Regions from separate parts of the Pan troglodytes genome. Here region 1 is linked to region 2. A link is a contact called in public HiChIP or PLAC-seq data. All regions are on one chromosome and are shown on one strand. The core of a region is the stretch at or near the end of the contact, and the rest is flanking DNA. Distances in the headings are between cores, read along the strand shown.

Region 1 (6,946 bases), core at 1,514-4,013, 480 kb before region 2:
AATTAATGATTAAAAGGTCACCGGTGACCTCTAAGAATATTAGAACAGCACTGAAATCAAACAGTGCACAGCGGAAGACAAAAGCCAGATTTGGTGAAATTAGGAAGGGTGGGGTGGCAAGGAAGAAGAAACAAATATCAGCCCTCCTTGTGAAGCCTGACAGTGGAAGAAAGGCCAAATATTGTGTCGGTTTGAGAAAGGGTTTGTTCTCTCCCAGGACGAAAAGCTCTAATTTGATTGATTTCATGACCTTGGTTATTGTTTCTCTCTCATAGAACAAAAAGAGAGATGCCAAATGGACTCAAGAGAAGTGAAACCCAGAGGCTGCAAATTGCTAGCCAAACTTGGTTCACCATAAAACCCAGGTGGGTTGCAAAATATTTTAAGTTGTGGTTGGGCACAGTGGCTCCTGCCTGTAATCCCAGCACTTTGGGAGGGCGGATCAACTGGAGATAAGGAGTTCGAGACCAGCCTGATCAACACAGTGAAACCCCATCTCCACTAAAAATACAAAAATTAGCTGGGCATGGGGGCATGCACCTGTAGTCCCAGCTACTCGGGAGGCTGAGGCAGGAGAATTGCTTGGACCCACGAGGCGGAGGTTGCAGTGAATCTAGATCACACCACTGCACTCCAGCCTGGGCGACAGAAAAAAACTATTTTAAGTTGTAAGATTTTCCATAAAATTCTGGATGTCTGTTATCTCTTGAAAGGATATTCTTATTCTCACACGGCCACAGCTGGCTGCAGCTCGTGTTAGGCCAAGACCTTACCATCTTTCAGAAAACAGATTTCAGTTTTGCCGTGGTTTTGAGGTCCTGAACCACAATTTCACTGGCGGTTCTACCAAATCACAACCTCTGACTGAGTCTCTCCTTTCATATGATTCCCATAACAGAATGTTTTGGTGGAAGTTCTATTAAGCAGTAAAACCACAGCCAATCAAGAAATCACCGGGAAAGATAAAGCAAAGTCTAGCTTTCCATTAACCAGGACAGCCAGCTTCTGTAAAATGGAGTGTCAACACTGCGCCTTCTGTCTTAGGCCAAGCATTTTCTCCTTCTTGGAACTCACCAGATCTTATTGTTGTTGAGTGTAATGGATTAACTTTCTATACTAGCCTTGAGGAATACATGATAGGAATTATATCAGTGACAGACTAATGTTTAGGCAGGAAAAAGTCATCATCGTGCAGAAATATCCTGGTATGTAAATGAGAACGTACAGAAAAGAGCAGACTAGACATACTCTAAATCAAAGGCCTGCCAAGAGTCAAGAGAATTCCGCGAACTGAGAAAGACTCCATGCCAGAAGCATGAGCCAGCGCCGCAGAGGTTATAATTTCTTTCTCTGCATCTTGTCCTCCGCATTATGCTCATATACGAGAAGGAAACTGAGATAGTGATTGGGCCATTTCTTTTCTTAATTTAATTTTTAAAAACTTGAGCCACAAGGTATCAATTCTGAGGACCTAATTAGTTTACTGGCAATAAAGTCCACATCCAGCCTAATCCTTAATATATAATCTGTAGCCCTTACCAGTCCCGCTGTTTCCTGGTGTTTCTCGCCCAGGACAATCTCAAACCCAACACATAGCCGGGTGCAGAGGTATCTGGGCCAGTGTAGAAAGAAGACTTTGAGGTTAAGGCATGGTATTTAAGGTTCTGCTGCAAATGTTGTTTTAAACAAATCACCGTTCAACTACAACGGTATAATAATGCAAAAATAGCATCTGCCATGAAGAAAGTGCAGTGCTTTGAGAACTAGAAAAAGCAGTTAAATTTAAGGCCTTGCTTTACATTTCGGAGCCGCCATCGGGGCCAACTGGAGGTATGACTTTCCTGCACACAGGAGCAAGCTGAAAACTGCCCTGTGGCTTTATTCCACGTTCACCCCTGCAGCAAATGCCTTTTCTGTGAGGAGCTACGGGCTGATGGGGAATCAGAGGTGGTTCTTCCTAAGTGGCGTTTCTGAGTGGGTTCCAGGAGTCCACAGTGACTTTAAGAGGCAGGCTACCTGGGGGACAGCCAGGCCGTGAGACGAGAAAGTTGTACAGTAACATTGCTGTGTGCCCATAAGTTTGTATCTTTTATTAGATTAGATAATATATCTCACATGCTGGGTTGTTAAGCAAATAAATATGTGTAAGGAAATTACAATCCACATAATTACATGAGTCGTTTTAACCACCACTCACTCCCAGAGTGATTAGATTTTCTTCTGCCTATGCCATTGCGGCCCAGTTGCTCTGTCACTGCCCATGGGGACAGGATCCCTTTACTCCGAAAAGCAAATCAGGAACAAACAGGGCAAGTGAGAGTCACTATCAGGGCCCAGAAACATGTGAGAAACAGCAGCTCAGAAGGGTCTCCAGACTGATGGGCGGGTGATCCTATATTCTTGTTGGGCTGACAACTCTTCTGGTTTCGGGCTCCAGGTGCTGGCAAGAAATCTCAGAGGTGGGGTGGGAGAGAGAGACGCGAGGCGACCCACGCAGACAAAGGGCTCCCACCCCACCCCGGGGCCACCCCAGCAGGCCGGGCAGGGGCCGAGCCTGGGGTCGCGCAGGGGGACCGAGAGGGCAGCCCGGGGCTGGGGGTGGGGAAGAGGCGGGAACCGAGCTGCAGGCCGCTGCGAGGAGTACTACCCCGCCACCCCCGCGCCGCGAGTTTCCGCGCACGTGGCCGTGGGGCCGGTCTCGCTCCCGCCCCCCGCCGGGCCCGCGCAGCCCCCTCCTCTGCGGCTCCCGGAGCGGCCAGAGCGCGCGGCGGCGGGCGGGGGCGGGCCGCAAGCAGGGCTCCCTGGCCGCTTTCCAGGTCGGCGCACTAATACGGGCGATGAGGCTTCGCGGCTCCAGTCTGACTGACGCCGGCTGGGGCCGCCGCCGCCGCCGCCGCCGCTGCAGCCGCTGTCTCGGTCCCCGCCGCCGCCGCCGCCGGGCCCTGCAGGCGCTGGGCGCGCGCAGCCAGGCAGTGAGTGCGCGGCGCTCGGAGCGGGCGGCCGGGGGACCACCGCGGGGGCGGGGTGGGGGGCGCCGGACCTGGGTGGGGGAGGGATGAGTGGCACCGCGGGGACAGGTAAGACGTGCCCTCCTCGGCCGCGCGCTGCTTGTGTGCGTGCGTGTGAGCGCGTTGAGTGGAGGGCGAGGTTGTTCGTCCTCGGGGCAGCCTGGGAGGCTTCTCGGCGTGAGGCTTGGCTCTTGGCGCTCGTTGTCCCGGGGTTTCTTGGTGGAGCCTGTCTGGGGTGGGGTGGGGTGGGGTGGGCGCGGGGCCGGAGGGGACCGCTCTGGGGAGTTGGCCGCGGCGCAGCTCGCCTTCCTCGCGCCTGCATCCGCCCGCGCCGCGGGCCCCGGGACCTGTCAGGGGATGTTCGACCCGCGGCGGGGGCGGCGGTCAGGTCGGGGCTGGGGCCCGGGGCGTGGGCAGTGACCAGGATAGGCGCCTGAGGAGTCGCTTGCTGTAGCTGGAGATCGGGGACAGCGGACAGAGGGGGCGGCGGGGGTCGTCATTGTGACTCTTTGGGGGCCACTTTTAAACTCGCTAGTGCCGAATTGGCCTCACTTGCCTTCTGTTTCGTAGGCTTTTTGCTTTGTTTACCTTTGAGGCATGCGAAGCGAGGAAAAAAGTTAGGAATGTTGTTGAAGTGTCTCCGGGCTCGCGCTTGGACTGTGTCGGAGCCGGCGTGTTTGTCTTTTCCTTGGCCCGCCCCTCGGTGCCAGCTCTCCGCAGAGGGGAGGGGGCGAGGTGGGGAGCAGATACAGGAGACTGCCTGACGCCAGCTTTGTGATCGGAAGGAGGAGCGCTGGGAGAACATTTTTATGGATGGCTAATCGCTGACAAGTCTTCCCGTTACTATTCCTTCCTCCTCCTGCCCTTGACCGTGGACATTTGAAGTGATAGTTTGGAAGTACTACGTTGACTTATTTCTGGGCTGGAGTGGGTACTCCTGAGAACTAACCTACAAAGGATACAAATCGAGTTGGGAGATAAAATTGTATGTAAATTCTTTACCCAGTAGTTTACAGTGAGAAACACACCCACAGGGCACTGTGGAGTGCTTTGGATGGATCCAGTTTACTAGTACCATTTCGGTGGCTTGCCAGATTTCTCGGATGATCTTTTGGAAATGTAGGTTAGCAAGAAGCATGGAGGCTGACCGTTAAGTCGTGAGGCATTTAATAATGCTGCCTCCTAAGCAGTAACTGAGCGGAACGTTTGTGGCACCCGTCTGGGAAAGTGAAATGTGACTACTACAAGCATATCTCCTGCCTTAGCATTCCTCCAAGTGTGAGGGAATGCCTTTGGATGTTTACATTTTAAAAATAGTGATCTATATTTAAGAAGGCGTTTAAAATATAAAAGCCAAAGACATTCTCAACTCCAAATAGACAAAGATTCAATAAAAGAGTTTCCCTGTGCTTGTAGGAAAGCATCAGCACAATTTTAGACTGCTTTTAGGTTTGTGGTTATCCAAGAAGGAGGCTTCAGTTAAGAAAAGGATGTGACGCTTTATAAATAAGGAGCATTTTAAATACAAGATGACAGCAATTTCAAGTACTGTATCCGAAAAACAACTTTTAGTGGTAATAGTCACCTTCAATGATGGCAAGACAGCTGTCTGCCAGACAGCCTTCGGCCTCTTAATGTATTCTGACACAACCAACTCCCATTTTTATGCTTGACTGGTTATCTTTGTCAGAGCTGTTTTATGCTTGAGCTCTCTGGTTTCAAACTATGCTTAAGAGAATGCCAACATACTCTTGATCTGAACAAACTCATGTTTATCAGTGCAGTGTTTACTAAAAATCAAAGACGTAAACAAATTTTGGGTTAAACCTCTAAGTACTTTAGAATTGCCACATCATTGTCATCAGTCTTTCAAAGTCAACATGAACTATTTGGCTTTTCTCCTTTAAAAATTTTTTTTAACGTATATATTCCTAGTTAGTAAGTAATCAGAAAATATTCACAGATGTCAACTCTTGCATCTGTGATTGCCCAAGACATGGATGAGAAAGAAGAGTTTTGTTTTGTTTTTTAAATGAAACATTACTAAAGATATCCATAAGTAATAAACAAGTGGTACACTATCTTTACTAATCATGTGGTCAGTTGGAGGGAAAAAAGTCTGTCCAGAAATTGTTTCATAAAGATGAAAATATTCAATGTCAGTATGAAAATACTCAATATGTTTTCCAAATAGTTTAATTCTGATTAATGAGAGTGCACTATGCATTGCCAAACTGGAGGGATGGTGTTTCGTAAGTGAGCACTGTAGGATTAAGGTAACTAGTTTATATCTGACATTCCCTCTGTAATAAATAGGACAGCAGTTTCATCATGTTCTGCTTTAATATGTGGGAAATAATCCTTATCCACAGGATGTACTCTGATTTTAGGGAAGGTAAAGGTTATGACAAATATGTGGTTTTTCTGATTTGCCAGACATACTATGCTAAATTTTAAAGCTTTAACGAAGCTTAGTGCAGACTTTCTGTATATTGTTTTGGACACTTAGAGAGGAGTTAAAGAAACGGGAAACTGTCCAGAATGAAACAGTAAATATAGCAGTACGTTGAAACCATGAATCTTCTCAAATAGTTGTAATTCTAGGCTGTTGGATTTATATTTCCTTGGTTACTGTTGCTAGTGGGTTGAAAAGTTATTCTAAAGCAAAAAAAAAAAAATGCAAACGGTAAATGCATAAGTACTTAACAATACTGTGAGCATTTTCACAATGTTTCATGTTATCCTGGTGAATGTCCATGTCCTAAGTAAGGACATTAAAAAAATAAACAATTATCCCTTGGTAATAAACTAACCTTTTAAAATAAATATTCCGGTAAATTTTGTCTCTTAAGAAACTTGTGTCAACTAAAGTTGTTAGGATTTCAAGATATCTGTTAGCATTAGGAGTCATTATACCCATGAAAACTGGATGTTCTTCTTGCTTGGTGGTCTTCATCCTGACACTTCCTACCCCAAAACCATGACGGACACCTCGGCCGCACTTGCCTGACTTGTATTCTGCTCTCCTTTGGTGTCGGCTTCCTTTTGTGTTAGGCTGACCCAAGACCACTTTTCCAGGCTTATCTTCCCGGTCTTTCCCTATTTTATGCTGCAGTTAAAATAGCAAATGCTAGTTTCCATGCATACCCTGGCTTTCCTCTCCTGTGCACCTTTACCCCATGCTGAGGCCTTCCCAGCTTCCCCACCTCCCACAGGATCCTCAAATATGACTTCTTCATCTTGTATGCCCTGTTCAGGCTCTGCCTTCACGGGACTTTCTGTGATGACCCTGGTCCCAGGTATGTCCTCCTTCGAGCTCTTGTGGCTCTTCGCCTTTTCAACTCTTACCTGTTTTGTATTAAGTTACTCATAGACTAATTTATTTCTTCCCCTCAGACCATCCTTACAAGATCCAGGAAGGAAGGGACTGTTTCATCTACCTTTTTTATTCTCTGAATGCTGACCACAGTGCCCTTTATAGTACTCTATCAATAAATAACAAATACATGACACATTTTTTCACTGAACCCATGGTCCCTCCTGAAATAAAGTCTGTAAAAGCATTTCACCCATAGGATAAAGTCCATCTTTCAAGAAGCTGGTGTTGAATCTGAGCTGAGGACTAGTTAAGAGGCCTGAAATCCCCTCAGCCCAGTTGAGAGCCTCCTTCTCCTGAATATTGTGGCTGAGCATTACAGTCAGGAAAGCTTCTGTGATACTCTTATTGCATTAGCAATTTTCCATATCAGATTCACTAAATACACAATGGAAGCCATTTAGTAGAAAAACAGATTTTAATGTGATATGGCTACCACAATGAAACACTAATGTGATTCCACAGAAAATTGCTAACACGATATGCTGATTCCTCCCCCCACCATAGCCGCATAAAAATTGATACTGTTTTTAGTGTATGTGTTTCAAACTATGCTCACAAA
Region 2 (7,316 bases), core at 1,759-4,258:
GGTTACTGAGGATTAAACAGAGAAGGGAAGGTACAAAATAGATTTCTAAGCAGGTTGTAGAGGATAGGTACAGGGAAATGCAGAAGTGGCACCAGGTAACATAAGAGGTTAGCAACTGGGAATTTAAAATGCGACCATTCAACACAGGCACAACTGACAATTCATAAGAACCAAGTCTCAGGCTTTAAGTTTTAAAAAGCAAACATTGCTAAGCAAATTAAAATTTGTTAAAACCACTTCCACTCAATTTTCTCCAAAGCTTTGAACAGAGCATGTGAAGAGTCAGTAGATGAGGGGCTTCTAATCTAGTTTCTACCATAGCTTTCTTTTGGCAGAGGCTTAAACCTTTCAGATTTTCTCACTTATGAAATAGGAAAGGTATAGTTTTCAGTCTGGTTAAGGTATGTATGATCAGTTAAGTTCACACAATTAATATCTGAGGGACCATTACCTGTTAGCATAGCTGCTTAGTCAGTACTGGGAAGATGTCTGCCTTCAAAGCACCCATTTTGGAGTAATCTAATCTAGCCTGATCTAATCCTGATTTTAACACTATCCGCAATGAACACAGCCAAGATTATCCAGGTTTGCTTTAGGCACAGCCTGCATCAATGTGAACATTGCTCTAACCTGGAGGAAACCCAGTTCTACAGTTTATTTGGAAGCATTCACATTTCCTTTTAGCCCAGCCCTTAAATTACTTTAATATACATAACCCAAAGAGTTCCTAGACCTATTTCCTTGATAGTGGAAAAAATAACAAATAAAACTAATCACTATTTCTAGCTGAAAACCGAACCCCTCAAGGTGATCTTAAGAAATCAACTGGCCTGCCACCGTGGCTGACGCCTGTAATCCCAACACTTTGGGAGGCCGAGGTGGGCGGGTCACCTGAAGTCAGGAGTTGGTGACCAGCCTGGCCAACATGGTGAAATCCCATCTCTACTAAAAATACAAAAATTAGCCGGGCGTGGTGGTGGGTGCCTGAAATCCCAGCTACTCGGGAGGCTGAGGCAGGAGAATCGCTTGAATCCGGGAGGTGGAGGTTGCAGTGAGCCGAGATCGCGTCACTGCACTCCAGCCTGGCGACAAGAGCGAAACTCCGTCTCAAAAAAAAAAAAAAGAAGGAAAGGAAAGAAAAGAAAAGGAAAGGAGGAAGGAAGAGAAACAAAGAAAAAGAAAGAAGTAAAGAAAGAAAAGCAAGAAAGAAAGAAAGAAGAAAAGAAATAAATCAACTTCCCTGTAGTCCAGATTCCAGGGTTGTAATACTCAGGGGGAGTTGTAGGTACAAGGGCAAGAGAAAAGCACCTGGCACCAAAGCAGGAGAGCCGTTCTCCACAAGCATCATTCTCAATGCGTCTGAGTCATTACCTGGCCACAGGTCCTCCTGTACTGCCCATTTGCAGTTAGCAGCCCTAGCACTGTCCTCTGCGGGGGATCCTGGCCCAGCGGGGCTCTGGTGAGTATCTGACAAGCATCGGGACCTCGGGCCACTGTAGCCAGCACAACTCCACTCTTGGGGTTGCTGCAGTGCATTGCTTCAGACTCCACGGGCTGCTGCTACCAGGGAAAGAGAAACAGACAAGCTGGTTAGTCGATCCCGTCCACCCCGGGCTCCAAGGACACAGCGAACCTCTAGGAGGGAGAGCACCAAGCAATGGGACTAACACCAATTGCTGATCTTCCCAGCAATTATTGGGGCTGAAAGGGCAGGTGCGACCGCACAGGCGATCAAAGTTGCTCTGAATCAAAACAGTTATTTGAATCCCTGAGGGAGGCTTTTTATCCCAAGACTTCGTGTTGGGCTGGAAGGACAGAAACATTCTGACAAGCCTCCAAGTCGGGATACTAAACCCACGTTACCTGGAAGTTGAAATCTGGGAGCCCCGGTCTTTCCCAGCTGAGATACTCTTCTCCCCAGCCCCCAATAAAAGATCCAGGGTACATGATTGCGGAAAAGCCTGTCTCCATCCCAAGTGACGAGCACGGTGCTGCGCTGCGGCCTCCTCCCACCAGACAGGAGGCCCCAAAACCTGCCTGGACCCCAAAGCGGGCCCCGCTCTTCCCGTCGTTATCTTTCTATGTGTCCGGAACAACTGGCAAGTGCACTGGAGGATCGCGGTTAAAAGGTGGCCGGCTGGGCGGGGCAGGGCGGGGCAGGGTTGGGCAGGGCCGGGCCGGGCCGGGCGGGGCAGGGCGGGGAAGGGCAGGGAAGGGCAGGGCACGGAAGGGCGGGGCGGGAAGGACCAAGTGTCGAGGGATTCCAGCCTGGGAGGCGGCCGGGCTTAGCGATGCGGCTGAGCTGCCCACCCGCGTCTGTTGAATCGGCCAATCAGCGGCGCCCCCGGACCTAGCGGGAGCGTTTCCATGCCGACCGCGGCAGGCGTGCGCTCTCCGGGGCCGCATCGCCATGGCGACCTGCTCACCTGACTCGCTCCGGGTGGGCTCGCCGCGACCCCTGGGCGTTCAGGCCCCTGAGGGCCCAACGGGCGACGGCCCTCCAGCTCCAGCTGTGCGTCTCCGCCCGGGCGAGGTGGGGCTGGCCGCGGCCGTCTGCACACGTCCCCTCTGGTCCGCGCCCCCGGCCTGGGAGGGCGGACTCGCCCACCCCACGATGGCCCCGACTTTGGAAGGGACTGTTTCCGTGACCCGTTCTCCCAACAGCCGCTAACAACCCCCTCTAACGTCTCCTGCGCGGCCCGCTCCTGAGAACCCTGGCTCGGGAGAGCGACGCGGGGTCCTCGGGGCTGCGCAGGCTGCGGCGCCCTGCCCACGCTGGCCCGAGGGCGCGGCTCGCTCCGGGTCGGCTCACACACCTACGCTTCCTGCCGGGAGGCGGCTGGGACGCGGCGGGGCTGCCCCAAGTGCAGTCGCGGCAGTGTTGCCTCTCCATCGCGGGGGTCCTTGCGGGCCGCGCCTGCCCCGCCCGGCTCCCGGTGCATGTGGCCTGCGAGGCGGCAGAGGAGATGTGGGGATTTAGGGTCGCACGTGGTGCTCGAGGTCCCCACGAGGTGCTCGAGGTCCCCACGAGAGGTCTTCCCCCGCGAGCTCCTGCGCAACTGCGTGAGGCCGGCCCGGGAAAGCCAAGATTGTGGCCCAGGAAGAGGAAGGAACGCGGGCGACAGAGCTGGGGCTTGGGACGTTGAGGGGGTCGGTGGCAGCTCTCCGGGCTGGGGGCCGGGCGGGCGGCCCGGCCGCGTGGGGAGAGGAGTCCCTGGGGTCCTTATACGGGGGGCTCCTGGAAACCCGGGGGCTCAGACGCCTGCATAGGTGACTGACAAGCCAGGTGAAATAATCGAACTTTATTTTTTAAAAAATAATATGTATATATGCACACACACATTACCAATGCTATAGTCTGTTACTACTTTTGCTTTGTTTTAAACATCCATCCCTAAATCTCTAAATCAGACCCAAAGTCTATTCAAATGGCCACTTTATGCAAGCAACGGTTATCACCGTTTTCTAAGTGTGCGTTATTAACATTTTCACCAAGCAAACTGAGTGTGGGCATTGCTTTAATGGGAAGATAGTAGTATTCTAACAAAAGCGCGGGTTGAAAGCCTTGCAGATGAGGCAAATATTAAGAAGTTGGTAAGCATCCGGAGAATCAAGGCTGGTTGAGGGAGGAACGCAGAAACGGATCTTGTTCAACATGAAACTCATTTCTATACGTTTGTCACAGACTTCTATTCCTTGAGAGACAGCAGTCCGCTTGCACCCCAGATTTCCTGTGCCTTTGAATATGAAGGAAACACGGGAATTCTGGTAACATCTAGATTGCCGCAACAGAGAGTCAGAGGCCAACGGGGACCAAATGCTCTGCTTCGCAAGGTGAATGAAAGGAGCATTTCTGTCCTCTTGCCTGACGCCACTATTGGATATCTTCCCGGGAGCCCTCCCCCACCTGCCAACAGTGTTGTTATTTCCTGGGTCGCTGAAGGACTCAGTGGCTAACTCCGTCTGGGACTCTACAGCAAGTCCTGCCAAGAGCCTGAGTCGCTTGGGAGCGGACAAGATTGGCTGCGCTCACGAGACCTGGTCCTTTGTACACCCCTTTTCATCTGATTTCCTTTGACAAAAATGACCGAAACCTCACGCCTTTTTCCTTTTCTCCAAAGTAGAGGCGCCGGCGCAGTGTTTGTTCGTGGAACCTGTCGTTTTGATCCTCTTTTCTGGGATTGAAGCTGAAGCCAGTGTTGGAGTCGGGGCGTGCAGGGAGTGGGGAGCGCCCAACTCCTGCAGAGGCGGATCTGAGGCTGGTTTTTCTCAACTCAGATCTGGCCAGGACCAGATGACAAGGCTACAAAGGTGTCCAGTGACTTTCAGCCGTCTTTAGCCTTAAAAAAGCCTTAAGAAATAATAGTAACCAAATGAGACCTTCGGATAATTTAATACCCCTCCCCTTATCTGAATGGCTGCACCTTAATCCAGCCTTAATCTATATGAAATAGGATTATCATGAACATCTTTTTTCCTGTTCCATCCACTTTGCTAAACTTGGCAAAGGGAAGTGGTTAGTTTATGATTGTTTTATTGTGCTGTCTTAGAATTCTACATTGTCGTTACAAGCCTCTGGTCATATCTTAAACAGGAGAGTGAGTCCCATGAACTGATATCTATGTGTGCATGTAAATTCAGGTACGTGTATAACTTGTGCAATACTTATGGCTTTCTTGGCTTTAAAAAATATCTACACTGAGGCCGGGCACGGTGGCGTACGCCTGTAGTCCCAGCACTTTGGGAATCCGAGGCAGGCGAATCACGAGATCAAGAGATCGAGACCATTCTGGCCAACATGGTGAAACCCTGTCTCTGCTAAAAATACAAAAAGTAGCTGGGCGTGGTGGCGCGCGCCTGTAGTTCCAGCTACTCAGGAGGCTGAGGCAGGGGAGTAGCTTGAACCCGGGAGGCAGAGGTTGCAGTGAGCCCAGATCATGCCACTGCACTCCAGCCTGGTGACAGAGCAAGACTCCATATCAAAAAAAAAAAAAGTCTTCACTGAATATTGTGTTCCAACGAGTAATGATTTATGACATAAAAACAAATTTAACTGAATAAGTGTTCCATTTTTACTTTAAAATTCTAAACTAAAAACTTGGCCTTAGAATTAAGAACAAAAGGAGCAGAGAGAGTAGAAAGGACTTTCTCACAAATTGCACAGTTTTAGTGGAATGCATAATTATAATGTTGCATTTAGCAACATTATAATCTAATCTTAATTTTGCTATGCAAATCAGGATTAGATTTGCACAGCAAAATAGGATTAGAACTCAAACATAAGTAGATTTTAATTTTTCCCATCTTTAAATAAACTATATATTTGGTAATATATTGAGAATTAAACAATATAATTGTAAATACAACTTTCTTTAATATCTAAAATATTTGGCATAACTTAAATACTAATATAACCCCCTTTTTTTTTTTAACTTAAAAAGTTCATTGGTCGGCACTTCCAACCTGGCAGTGAATGCTCAACTAGCTTTAACTCTAGGATTAATTTTCAAAATAAGGATGACAGCTGAATTCTTTACTAGGAATTTTGTTGTTGTTGTTGTTGAGACGGAGTCTCGCTCTCACCCAGGCTGGAGTGCAGTGGTGTGATCTCGGCTCACTGCAAGCTCCGCCTTCCGGGTTCACACCGTTCTCCTGCCTCAGCCTCCCAAGTAGCTGGGACTACAGGCGTCCGCCACCAGGCCCGACTAATTTTTTTTTTGTATTTTTAGTAGAAACGGGGTTTCACCATGTTACACAGGATGGTCTCGATCTCCTGACCTCGTGATCTGCCTGCCTCGGCCTCTCAAAGTGTTGGGATTACAGGCGTGAGCCACCGTGCCCGGCCCTTTACTAGGAATTTTTAAAACCCAAAAGTCCTATTAAAATCAATTCCCTTCTCCAAATTACAATTCAGACAGTCCTTTCAGTTTGTCAGCAATTACCCGGTATTTCAGAGGCAGTTATTCTATTGCATTTGTTCATCCTAGCTAGTAATTAACCTCCTGTTGAAACATTTCAGTTTTTATTAATTAGTATGAAATCAGGTTGTTTTTCAGGATGAGGCTGAAAGAAAGATTTTTTTAAAAACCCGCCAAGTTTATTTAGGGACAGAGGTCCATTTAGGGACATATGTTGCCTCTTCATAACATGCCTCTGTCATTCTCAGGTATACATTTAACTAAGAACATAGTTTGAACAGTAAAATGAGAGATATATGTTGGAAAGAAACAAGGAACCAGCTGCAATTTGTGACATTTTAGCACTTAGCTCCAGGGAAGATGACTAAAGGATTGAGCAACTCCAGCTTGAAAAGCAGCCAAAACTGTACACACCTTAAGAAGCATATTTCATCAGGTAGTGAAACGTGGATCCCTTAGTACATAATGGGTGAAGTAAGTTTTCATTAAGACTTGTAAGAAGTCACCTTCTCCAAGTGAAAATGGTATGAATACATACATGAGATTAGACAAAGTCTACTGCTCATTCATTCATTTCGCAAAGTTTTTTGAGCATCCATTGTATGCCAGGCAGTAGCTGGGTATGAGTACGATAATAAAAAATGATCCCTGCCCTCAAGGAGCTGTTCTTCCAGGCAAGGAAAAATAACAGATAGTCATGGTGCAGCATAATTAGTGTTTATTTTACCATAAGGAATACAGATGTATGAAGGGGGAGCAGTTGGAGCTTAAGAGAAAAGGAACAAGGTATGTTGCTGGGAAGACTTGGAGGCAGTATCCAGATGATTAAGGTCTTAAAGACAGAGTGAGGGCCTGGCACGGTGGCTCACGCCTGTAATCCCAACACTTTGGGAAGCTGAGGCAGGCAGATCAATTGAGGTCAGGAGTTCGAGACCAGCCTGGCCAACATGGTGAAACCCCGTCCCTACTAAAAATACAAAAATTAGCCATGTGTGGTGGTGAGCACCTGTAATCCCAGCTACATGGGATCCTGAGACAGGAGAATTGCTTGGACCCAGGAGGCGGCGGTTGCAGTGAGCCGAGATCGTGCCACTGCACGCCAGCCTGGGTGACAGAGCAAGATTCCGTCTCAAAAAAAAAAAAAAAAAAAAAGACAGGGCAGGAAGTATAGTCTACATATATCCTAGAAACGGGGCACCCAAAGAACAGCAATTTTCAGCGATGCTTACCCAGCACCTTCCAAGGGAAAGCTCTAAATTGTGATGTCCAAAAATACCCCTCATGACTGTCTCTACTGGCTCAGGTACAGACTCCATGAGCAATTAACTCATCAAGAAGCCAACCTCCCAGGAACCTGGTGAGAGGAAGAAGTTTCTGCTGACTTTACTTACCATGAGT

Evidence for each region. HiChIP or PLAC-seq counts read pairs in DNA pulled down with a chosen protein or histone mark.
Region 1: a contact with region 2 is called in an H3K4me3 HiChIP or PLAC-seq map of stem cell-derived excitatory neurons, with 3 times the contacts expected there. The contact joins the promoter of SMAD9 here to the promoter of CCNA1 in region 2. A contact is called at or near these places in 1 of 1 datasets of contacts at active chromatin or transcription factors (stem cell-derived excitatory neurons) and 1 of 1 other capture datasets (stem cell-derived neural stem cells).

The regions. Positions count from the first base shown.
Region 1 is chr14:36,024,353-36,031,298 of NHGRI_mPanTro3-v2.0_pri, reverse strand. SMAD9 (SMAD family member 9) reads left to right here and starts at 2,763. Exons shown (of 6, transcript XM_016925194.3): 1 at 2,763-2,972.
Region 2 is chr14:35,542,764-35,550,079 of NHGRI_mPanTro3-v2.0_pri, reverse strand. It overlaps CCNA1 (cyclin A1), which reads right to left and starts at 3,008. Exons shown (of 9, transcript NM_001246437.1): 1 at 2,817-3,008; 2 at 1,372-1,557. The coding sequence starts at 1,536.